Regions from separate parts of the Manis javanica genome. Here region 1 is linked to region 2. A link is a contact called in public Hi-C data. All regions are on one chromosome and are shown on one strand. The core of a region is the stretch at or near the end of the contact, and the rest is flanking DNA. Distances in the headings are between cores, read along the strand shown.

What was found. Hi-C and Micro-C count contacts between places; a contact is called where the count stands out from the background.
Region 1: a contact with region 2 is called in a Hi-C map of blood, with 4 times the contacts expected there. The contact joins the promoter of MXD1 here to the promoter of SNRPG in region 2. A contact is called at or near these places in 2 of 2 Hi-C or Micro-C datasets (blood and fibroblasts).

Annotation. Positions count from the first base shown.
Region 1 is chr1:183,927,932-183,933,869 of MJ_LKY, reverse strand. It overlaps MXD1 (MAX dimerization protein 1), which reads left to right and starts at 3,834. Exons shown (of 6, transcript XM_073212028.1): 1 at 3,834-4,824; 2 at 4,916-5,015. The coding sequence starts at 4,818.
Region 2 is chr1:183,621,165-183,626,849 of MJ_LKY, reverse strand. It overlaps SNRPG (small nuclear ribonucleoprotein polypeptide G), which reads right to left and starts at 1,836. Exons shown (of 4, transcript XM_017669149.3): 1 at 1,704-1,836. The coding sequence starts at 1,735. FAM136A (family with sequence similarity 136 member A) reads right to left here. Exons shown (of 3, transcript XM_017669148.3): 3 at 2,930-4,423. The coding sequence ends at 4,235.

The sequences.
Region 1 (5,938 bases), core at 2,585-5,084, 310 kb before region 2:
AGCATGTGTTTTCTTGGATATATAAAAGAGTGGAATTACTGGGTCATATAGTAACTCTGTTTAACTTTTTGAGGCACTGTCAAATGGTTTTCCAAAGCAACTGCACTATTTTACATTCCACCAGTGATGTGTGAGGGGTCCAGCTTCTTCACATGCTCTGTAAAAGTTTCCTTTTCCATATAGCACTTACCACCGCCTGACACCCTATTCATCTATTACTGTCTGGTTCTTCCATTAGACGTCAAGCTCTGAGGAATGGTGCTTTCTTGTCTTGTTTTCCATTGTATCCCCAGCACCACACACAGTGCCTGGCACAGAGTGCAGCACTATCAATAAATATTTGTTGAATTCGTGAATATAGTTCTCTGAACTTTTTTCACTTGATTCCCTTGATTCGGATGTTAACCTTTAGCTACCTAAGTAATAAATGAACACATTTTTCCTGTAAAAATTTTAAGACATTATAACAAAGCTAAATCCCTTTGAACAGTACCTACAGGCCTAGTCCTGTTGCCCCTTCACTGTGAATCCTTTGCGGTGTACCCTTCTAGACCTTTGTCAATGCATGTATATATGTAACATTAAGGTGAGAAAGGAAGAAATAGTTTTTTTTTACACAAATAAGTTCATATGTAAATAATTATAACTTAATTATTTATGCAGTGCTGCCTTAGAGGTTTCCATGATAGAAAATGTACTGCTACCTTTTTTTCAAACTGCAGTATAGTATTTTGTGTAATGTGTATACCACTGTTGGTTTAGCCATTTTTAAAATCAAATCTTTGTGGAGTGACTAATTTTTTGTAAGGCAGCATTTTTAAAACTTAATGTCTTAATGAATCATGATATTGGAGTGTCCAAAATAGCCCAAAGAAGGGGATTGATATTACTGAAGCAGAAAATTCCAGTTCTGATTATTCTATTTCAAAGAACAAAATCAATTCCTCAAAAACTAATAAAAATTTCATTAAAATGAAAATAGTGGTTAGGAGGTATTAAACTCAGTTATAAATAGGGTGTTTTAATTCCCATGATTTTGGAACTTGTTAGACATTTAAGGATGATATTACAAAGTTGTCTTCCTTGCCACCCTGAGGTACCCTCTGAAGAGGCGTATCTGTCAGAATTCCCATAGCATTTAAGGAGCATGCTGCTTAGCACTGGCATTTTCATACTATCCTCTGCCCATCCACAGTATAAGCCCCTCAAAAGAAGGAGACTGTATCTTAGCTTCTAAAAGATGGCAGTGAAGATTATCTAACAAATATCTTATATCTTTGTGCTTCCCCATTTTCAACATTCTCTTTTACTTCCATTAGTTTATTTTGATACCTGCTCAAAGATATAAACTACTGTCAGCCCATGTTCATGCTATTACCCATAGTTTTTAATTAAAATTCTGATAATCTGGAATTCCCAGTTTTTATTTTTGCTGCTGTGTTTATCAGACAGTGCTTATGTAATATGCCTTTGAGGCACCAGGTACTGGGGGACACCATTTGTACTTTGTTTTAGGATTTTCAGTTCTTTCTTCAAAACCTGTGCTTTCAGATTTTTTAACTAGTCATTGTATACATTGGTGTAAAATGATTTCTAGAAAAACAAAACCAAATGTTTTATACTCACTGCTTGATTTCCAGTAGATGGCACCAAAAGCCCTTTGAGGTTGTTCATGATACTAATTCCTCTTGGTGTTGCTGGATAATGGATCACTTCTCCCCACTACCACCAGGGAACAGGAAGGGTCCGTTCTTTCATCTAATTTTCAGATTGTTATATAATTTAGCATTTTTATTTGGAGTTTAAGATAAACCTGTTGGTGTTTAAATTACTAATTTGCTATTTCTGACTCAAATACAACTTTTTTTCCTTTTTTTATTTTTTATATGTGTGATTTTCAGCCAGGATGGTTTTAAGTGAAGGATCTATTATGTTTTGGTACATAATTCATTTCATTACAATTTTCAAATTTGTTGTACAAATAACTTACAATTTAAAAATACTCTTTAAAATTTTTATATCCCCATTTTCATTTCTCTCTGTGTTGACAACTTTTATCTTCAGTATATGTATTTATTAGTTTTCATAAAAAATCAACTTTTAGATTCAGTTAACCCATAAAATCAGAAAATAGTTTCCTGTATGTAAAGCATGGGTTACTATATTTACTTATTCTAATTCTGTTGAGTTCATTTAATTTTAATGGATTTGTCAACCATTAAAAAGGACACATTTAAAAATTTCCCATCATAATTGTACATACAAGTTTCTCCTTTTTCCCCAGTGTTTGAGTATCGGTGTTTTGTGACTCAGTCTGGAAATGTTTCTTAACTGTTGTTTTTAGAACAACTGTCAGGGAGCCTTAGTTGCGTGGGCTCTGGGTGGAAGAGATTTAGGTTCAGCTTCCATCTCCAGACAAATGGAAGATGAGGTAAGTCATTCAGCTACCCTGGGCCTCAGTTTCCTCACGTGTAAAATAAAGATAATTAACACACCTAATGCGGTTTTGTTACAGATTAGAGATAACGTAGGCAAATTACCTAACACATAGTAAGGTATTGTTTTCATATATTGGCAACAGCAAACTTTTTTTTAAAGGTTTGTGAAATATGTTCACGTTTTATTCATTTCTATATTCAGGTTCTCAATTTACAGAGAATTTTATTCCAACTTTTTAAAGTGGACGTGTCAGTATGTTAATGTAACTTGGGTCTCAAGATAGCTCTCATCTCAGAAATCTTGATAGGCTTAAGGAACAATCCTTAAACGTTTCGTTCTTTAAACATTTATATTGATACAAACACCATTTTTAGCTATCTTGAAGTATCCTTGAATGTTTTCATCTAGAATTAAAAGGGAAGGAAAGACCCTGGAAGAGATTTAGGTCAGAGAAACTGGGAGACTGAGCGTCATTCTGTAGGCACGGGAAGTTTCTGAGCTTTAAAACCCACTCGCGTGAGGGAGTAACGCCAGCTCCTGGGCGTGGGGAGTGCCTTGAAGGAGGCGCTCAGTGCCGCTTACAGCTACCAGACTCCAGCGCTTTCCCAGAGAGAACGCTGAGACCAAGCTTTTCCCTTCAAGGTTCACCAGGCCGGCCACCCACCGGGCTTTTGGTGCCGCTCTCCCTTCTGGAGACTTACTCAAATCCCTCTACCGTCCCCGTCCCGGGAAGCCTGGAACCTATGGGCCGCGGCCGCCAGACCGAGGACTCTGGTTCCGAAACCGAGTGGGGCAGAGCTCCCAGGCAATGCGCGGTAACAGCCTTCCACTTCAGAGGCGCCCAGCAGGGCCCCGCAACTTTTCCCCGGGGACAGGTCCTGGCAACAGGTCCCAGGCGGGGCAGGGTGGAGCCGAGTTCCGCGGCCGCCGGTGAATCAGCGCTGCTCGACTCCCTCAGCCCCGGCAGCCAATGCCAGATCCAGGGAGGAGTACCCGGCCCGGGGATCACCAGCCACTCAGGGCTCTCTGGGTCTGGAGAAAGGTGACGTCATCGTAGCTGGGAGGTTTCAGAAGGCTTCACCAATGGGAAACAGGCAAAGTGGCTTGCGTTCTGTAGCTCTTGGCCAATGGGAACAAAGCAGAAGGGGCCTGGTTGTTGTTATAGACCCAATGGAAAATAGGGAAGGAGTACGAGGCGGAGTTGCTAGCACTGTCACCAATTGGAAAGAGGGGGCGGAGCCCGGGTCTTGTCAAGTGTGACCAACCAGGGAGAGGAGCGGACTCTAAGGGGCGGGGCCCTGATGCCCTTTCCCAATCGGACAAGCTCAGGGGCTGGGCATTCTTTGGGGTACCCAATGAGGAACGCAGCCGAAGAGGGCCTGTCAAGAGAAGGGGCTGGGGGCGGGGGGATGGTGAGTCGGGGATAAACACTGCGCGACGGTGGCGGCTGCTGCTTTTCTCCGGGTTCTGTCACTGTGTGTGTGGTGCCCAGCTCACCGGCCCCTTCCCCCTCTTCTTGCGAGCGTGGTCGCCGGAGAAGCTCTCTCAACCCTGTTCTACGGGGTCCACAGCGGGGCGAGGGTGTCCGGCGGCGGCGGCGGCGGCGGCGAGCTCGTGAGCCTGTGAGCAGTGGGGGTTGGTCCCGTGGCTCCGGCCCCCGGTGCAGAATGGCGGCGGCGGTTCGGATGAACATCCAGATGCTGCTGGAGGCGGCCGATTACCTGGAGCGGCGGGAGAGAGGTGCACGGGGACGGGAGGGGTTCGGGCCGAGACCCGGCCAGGGCTCTGAGGGTCCTGGCCGCGGGTCGGGGCGCCCAACCACTCTGGGGGTGGTTGGAGGCTCGGAGAGGGCGACCGCGAGCGCTCCCAACCCCTCCAGTTCTCTCCACGCGCGGTCCGCTGGGAGGCTGCCGCTGCCCCAAAGGCAAAGAATGAGGGTGGCAAAGGGGCCGCTTCCCCCCGAGGTCCCAAGCGCGACACCTTCTTCCCTTCACCCCGTGGCTAGTGGGGTGCCCGGGGACCGCTCAGCCAGGCTCTTGGTTTACCTCAGCGGGGCTTGCCCCGGCCGGCCCCTACGTGGACCTGCTGGAGGAGCAGCGCCTCTCCTGTACGGCTCCGCAACCCCCGACCCTGACTCCCGGTGTTTGCCCAGCATCTTCGCCTGAAGCTGGTCCCACTTAACACACACCAACCTGCTGGACGTTGCCAACGGGAAACCCAGGCTCCATGAGCTTGGCGACTTACGTGTCTTTCTCAACAATGAGCAACTAGAATGCTCCTTACACCTGCTCCGTACAGAGGGTGTTCGCACAATTAAAAAAACAATTATTGTTCTAAGAATTCCACTTTGCTCCGTTTATTTTCACATTATTCTTTTAATGAAAAGTAAGTACCTTTTGAAAAGGAAATACTGTGTAGGGGAAAGAGTATTGAGAGTTTTGGGCTCATTCATTAACTGGATCCTCCGGTTTTCTAGAAGCTGAGCATGGTTATGCCTCCATGTTACCATACAATAACAAGGACAGAGATGCCTTAAAACGGAGGAACAAACCCAAGAAGAATAACAGCAGTAGCAGGTAATTTGGTAAATATTTCTCTTTCTCTTTTAGATTATACTGAAAATGACACCAACTGCAGAATGGAAGTTGCCTGTTGTGATTATAACCCTGTAAATTAAATGATTCAGTAATGTATACATGGTCTTAAGCCATTTAAGGAAGCAGCCCTTCTGTTTGGGGTTAGGGAACTGAAGAAAAGAGAGAAATGGAAATGTTTGATATTTCTTTATCAACTTTCTAAAAAATTTAATTGTGGTTTTCTTCCCTTTTGAAACAAAACTCTATGAAAACTTCCAGTGAGATCAGCAACACTGACAATATTTTGCCTTCAAAAGTTGCAGATTCTTTTTCTATAATTGAAAGGTTTTGTATTCTATATATTGAAAAAGCTGGACATTATTTCTCTTGATTTTTCATAGTGAAGATTTTATAAATGTTACAGTATCTGACTTGACATAGGTGGTAGGATTTCATATTGACATACAAATTCAGTGGTTTATCTGATAATTTTTCACATCTGTGTATAATGGCAAAGAGGAATGATTAAGGTTAAAACCTACCTTTTTGGTGATAGAAGAGTATATAACATTAATATAACATTAATATACTAGTATACCACCACCTTTTTATGTTAGCCTCATAGTTTTTTAAATCTCTGAATCTCACTGGAAAGTATTTGGTTCATGGTCAATGAAATCACATATTAAAGCCGTGAACATAGTCCCTGGTACATGTAAGTACCCCATTAATGCTATTGCCCCTTTTTTCCCTTAAAATAAGTTAACTAGGAAGCCTGTTTTATGAGATCTTTTTGAATTATACCTTTCATTCCAATAAATTAAAATCACTGATATTTTCATCACTGATTTAGAATCCTTATCCCTCTCCCATCCTCATGAATAACTCCCTGCATATAACTATTATCTGTTCAGCTTTGTGGC
Region 2 (5,685 bases), core at 587-3,086:
TCAAATACCTGTGTGTGTAATATTTGGTGCTTGGATTTCAGATGGAGGAGCTTGGATGCTGGGTGAAGAAGTCTGTACTGTATTATGCAGTGGTTAAGTTATTAAGGCAGAGCCAGTTATTGCCAAGACTACTTGGCAGTGATTTTTTTAAAGAGGTGTGAGGGAAAATGCGGTTAGCCCAGGTTATCTCAACTTCACCATGCTGACCTATGTGGCCAGATGATTGTTGTTGAGGGATGTCCAGTGTACTGTAGGGTATTTTGCAGTACCCCTGGCCTCTACCCACCCCATGCTGATACAATCAGACTCCCCACTCACCAGTGAAGAATCAGAGTTATGCGAAACCACGAGGAGGGTATAAAAGTGTAAAAGATGGCATGCGTGAGAAAGTAAAGGAAGAAACATTTTCAAAGTCATTTTGACTTTCTGACAGGATTTTCTAATTCATGATATCTAGGTATGAGAAAAGAAAGGTATTAAAACTAGTTTCATCCTCTGAAATTCTCAAGTATCTGTTAAAAATCAGAAAGGAAATTTAAAATTACAAGTACAGCCTGGTCCTTTTGCTAAAAAAAGAATTAACCATTTCACCAGTTCCTGATGAATCCAGAGGACACAAGATTTTACCCAGATCACCAATGAAAGAATATCTTTTAGACCTGCATTTTCACAATAATTTGTGTTTTTCTTAATGTCAGGCTTATGATTTAATAATTGTCTTTAAAAGACTCAAATATAGTTTTTAACCCAAAAGGTGGCTTTGATACAAACAGGCACTTACATGCAGAATTATTAACTATGAGCTTTTTCTGAAGTTTTTTACTTCTTTATGGAGCTAGTAATAAATGAACTATAAACAAGGTGCCCAGGTGGCTGCCACACAAATTGATCCCTGGATCAATTCTGCATAATTTGTGCTAACCAATTACTACATGCAGAATTCTACCATTACATGGTAAACAGAAGAAAGAGAAGTACTTTGGAAACATGGTACATGTTAAGTTCAGTCAAGAGTTTTTGAGGAGGTTGAACATTTAAATCGGTCACTGTCTAAAGTAGGAATACTTTAGAGATGATTTTATTGGGTATCGAAAAAGCAACCAACCTATCCTCTAATTAGAAAAATGAATGTTCTCACACATCTCTGTTAACAGAACAAGGTTTCACATGACATTCCAGTTTAACAAGTACAAGCAAGCAAGAAAAAGGAATGGGATTACTAAATTAAAGTTCGAAGAAACAGCTACAAACGTGGGTTTTGGTTAAGGTAGATTTTGATTCCTCATATACTACTAAGCATGTTCATTCCACGCACCTCCTTACATAATTATTCTCCAGTCACTTATCTACAACTTAATGCTATTAAAGATGCTCAACAAAGGATGGCATTCGAGATCTCCAAGTAACGAGGCAGAGAGTCCGAGGGAGTGTACTGAGGAAACGTGGGCCAGAAATTCGGGCCAGAGAGGCGAGTCTGCAGAATGGAGGCGCCTTGGCCAGCTTTGGTAACCATGCCGACCAGGCCCTGAAGAGACATCTGCGCGAACTGCAGGCGCGGAAGTGCGGGACCCTGGCCGGTACCTCGGCGGCCTCGGGCGGGAGTAAGTGTGCCAGGCGCACTGATGGGAAATGGAGGAAGACCTAAGAAACTCTTAAGGACGCTAAGAAACTGCCACTTAAGCGCGGTCCTCACATATACTTACTTTTTCAATTCGGGAGGGTGCGCTTTGCTCATGGTGCCTACGCCGCGAGCTCAAGGACTCCAAACGCAGCCCACCTCACGCTCCCGTGGTAGGCCTGGCGTTTTGCGTCTGACGTCAACGATCCCATTAGCCAATCGGTTGCTGGAAGCTTTCACATTTTCACCTCGCGATACTTACGGGAAGCCTGATGGAGTCGATCAGCTCTAGCTTCCGGTTGCGTTGCCCGCGACTGGCTAGGATGGAGGGGGTGGGGCCTCAGGGCGTTTTCCTTAATTCTGAGTGTTCTGTGCAGTGTGCGTTCTATAAAACCTCTGATCTGCACTAGTCAATTACTTATCTTTGTGGATCGCATCAGTTATCTTCTTCACATAGACCAAATAAAAATCTCAGGAGTGGGCCCCTATTTCTTGGGCATGTGTTTTCACAGTATATTGTCATGCTAAGCCTAGTGTTCCAGTAACATCTTAGTGACCTCTGCAACAAAGAGCAGGATGACAGGGCCAGTCTTAAGAATTTTAATCCAGAGCGCGGAAGTGTATTTCCAACCGATGCTCCTGCAATTCTAACACTGCTTCCAAAAGAACCCCCACTTAACGTACCTTGCCTTATATGTAAAATGTTAAGTGCAGCACACAAACGCTAGTATGTGGTACTCATTTTCAAGTCAAGAGCATTGTGAAAATCGGTCAACTTGTTCTCAGTTAAATCACCCAAAATAGGAGAATTTACATTTATGAATCAAATAGGGATTACAGAAGACTTGGCCAAAATAGAGAAATCCTGGTGATTCTAGGTAGGGGATGGTTCTCAAAAATTCAATTTATTACTAATGTTCAGTAATGGCTATACTTAAATACCAATGGTAATAAAGACAAACTCATAGTCTGTACTCCTGGTACTCAAAATCCTAGATGTTGCATTTTCTCTAAAGGGGTCATAACTGTGTACCTTTCCACCATTTGCTATTACTGTTTAGCTGAAGCTAGGACCTGACATGAGTACTCAATTCTAGCCTTATAGTTTCTGTTTACACTGATGGACTTCAAGACATAGTGCCCTAGCCTGTTCTCAAAGATCCCCCCATTTACATTGGATCAGTCCTGTATTCCAACCGTAACACTATATTCACTCTTCTGGACCTCTTAAGAAACTTATTTCACATATTACAAAGAGAAGCATCCTAATAGTTATATATTCACTGCCCAGATAAAAGGGAAGAAACACAATACGGGAGGAAAAATTGAACTTTATTTTTTAAAATCGAGCAAGTAGGAAAATATATCACAGCCCCCAAACAGCACAGACAGGCTCTATTATAATTTCAAGTAGTAAGTTGGTAAAACAACAACTAGGTCCTTATAAAAATGATTAAGGTACCAAAGCTGGGGCAGGAACACTGATTGTTGCAAAGGCCCCAGGCAAAAGCAGTATTTGGTACTGGGGGGCTGCCCCTTTTTTGCTCTAAAGGAGTCACAGCTTGCCCCTGAGTTGCTTACATTTTCTCCCTTGACCTTCCTGTTGCCCAGGGACTATATCGATAGGGCTCTGTTATATCAGGAGGTAGTAATACTGACTGGGTTTATTTCATCCCATTCTGTTCTATGAAAACCCAGTTTTCCCAAATTCAGTACTTTGTAACTCTTAAGCAGCCAACAGTGCCTCTTTCGTTGGTCATTCCTGGATACCGGTATATAGTACAATGAAAACATCCTTTCCCTTCAAGAGAATGTTATTGCAAGATCATCTTGTTACTAGCTGCGGATAGCCTTACGGCCCATCATGGTTGCCAGTGAGAAAAGGTCTGCTTTTCCCATACCCAGTGTGACATTGCCTGTTTTTGCGGGGTGTCCAGGCTGAAATATGTATGAGTATTTCAAGAAATGCATATCCACATCCTGACTGCCACAAACGGATATCCCTAAGAAACCTTTCAGAGATCTTATCCCAACTACCTCTCCCAACTCCGTATCCTAAGTCAACCCTATTCCCTTGTCTACAAAACAAAATCAAGCAAAGCAAAGGCCCAGAAACCTTTCTTCCCTTCTAAATTAGTGCTCTCATGGATTTTGTTTTACAATTTACAGAAAATGGCGTGGTGACCCTTCTAGTAAACAGGAGGTTGGCAACAAACAGAAACATTTCTCCTCACACTCTACCAGATAACAGGCAGATGAGAGGAAACTGCTAGGCTGTTGGTACCTGTGTACTATTAAGAATCTGGTGCATTGGAGAGTTCTGTCTTGGTACAAGGGAGATGTCTACTGTCAGGAAAGTACTTGCCACATGAAATTTAGGCTATCAAAAACTCTCCTGTGATCTCTCTGACCCAAATTTTAGCACCAGTTTTTTTCCACTTCACTTTCTAGGGCTGAAACGTAAAGGAACCAGTGTCCAAAGGCAAGTAACATGTCTTAAACTTGCTGCCATTCTTAATTTCTTCACTCATAAACTTTGCTTAAAAGACCAAAATCCCCACTCCTCTTTTTAAATAGATTCTTGCCCTCAGCCCTCATGGCCAAGGGCAAAGACTTCTATTTTCCAATGGACAAGAGAGACTCCTTCATCTTCTTGGTCATGGTTGGGATGAGATGTATGTGGTCATCCACACACTTGGTCACACAACTCTCCAGCTCCTGCTTCACTTGAAGCTCTTTACTCCCCATATCTATCGAATCTTTGGCCTTGTCGTTGCAATGCATGGTGCACCGGGCCAGGCGGTCCTGTGGCAAGAAGGAAGAGGGCTGAGAAGGCTGAGAGGATAGATTCATTTACTGAGTGCTTATCACATGATAAGGCCCTTTGCTACATATTTTGGATTGACATATATTAAAGGGATACAACAGTGCAATTAACCAAGATTATTCTGATTGAAACAGAGGCTGGCATAGGGAGGCCCAAACAATGCATTAGTAGAAAGCTGTAAATGACAGAATAAATTGTATAAAAGCCCCTTTCAGGAAGTGAAATGTAAGTAAGGCTTCTGTTACTCAACTACAGAAAGTTAAACACTTTGATTCTTTCATGTCTGTCCTTGCTACAGAAAAATACTTCAACAAATATTTATTGAGCATCTCCTATGTGCCAGGTACCATTCTAATGTTGAGGAATATAGCAATAAGTAAAAGATAACGTTCTTGCCTTTATTGCATTTATATGGGAGACAGACAAACAAGTAAGTGGAGATGTTCAGGAAAACAGTTGGATATATGAATCGAGATCAGGAATGGATCTGGTTCAGAACTATAAATGAATATAGGCATTGTCAGAATATAGATATTTATAGCTATGAGACTAGAAAGCTAGATAGAAAAATGAGAAGGTCCAAGGACAGGCCTGGGCACTCCAGTGCTCAGAGGTTGGAGAAGGGGGAAAAGCCAGGAAAGCAGGCCAAGAAAGGATGGCCAGAGAGTGAGATGGAAAACTAGGAGAGTGAGGTGTCCTGATGCCCAACTGGACAGTGTTTCAGGAAGGAGTGTGATCAGTCAATAATGCAGATAGTCTGAGTAAGATCAGAGTGAGAAATGACATCTGGATTTAGCCCCACAGCAGGGAATGGTACCGCAGTTCTGGCAGGGTGGAAGAGTAAGTCTGATTAGAGAGGCCTGAAAAATGAATGGGAGGAGAAAGTTACAGCAACCCAAGAATCAAAATTTCAAAGATCCCATCTACAAAATTAGCTGTCAGAATGAGCACAAAGAAACCCTTTGGGATTTCATGACTGTGGAGAAGTTATTTCTTCCAAGTGTCAGTAAAATTTTGAAGAATTTTATACAGAATATAAAAATTGATCACATTAGATATCATTTTTCTATGTGAACAGAATCTCAAGCTATGAAAAACTGGTTCAGAGAAAGAAATGGGCTCTGATTCTCCCAAGTTCCAGAAACATAGTCACAGGAAGAGCATACAATCAATATTTTGCTCAGGGTAGAGAGTGTGATATGGTGGGTTCTTTGTGACCTCAGAGGGGCTTGTGAGGCAG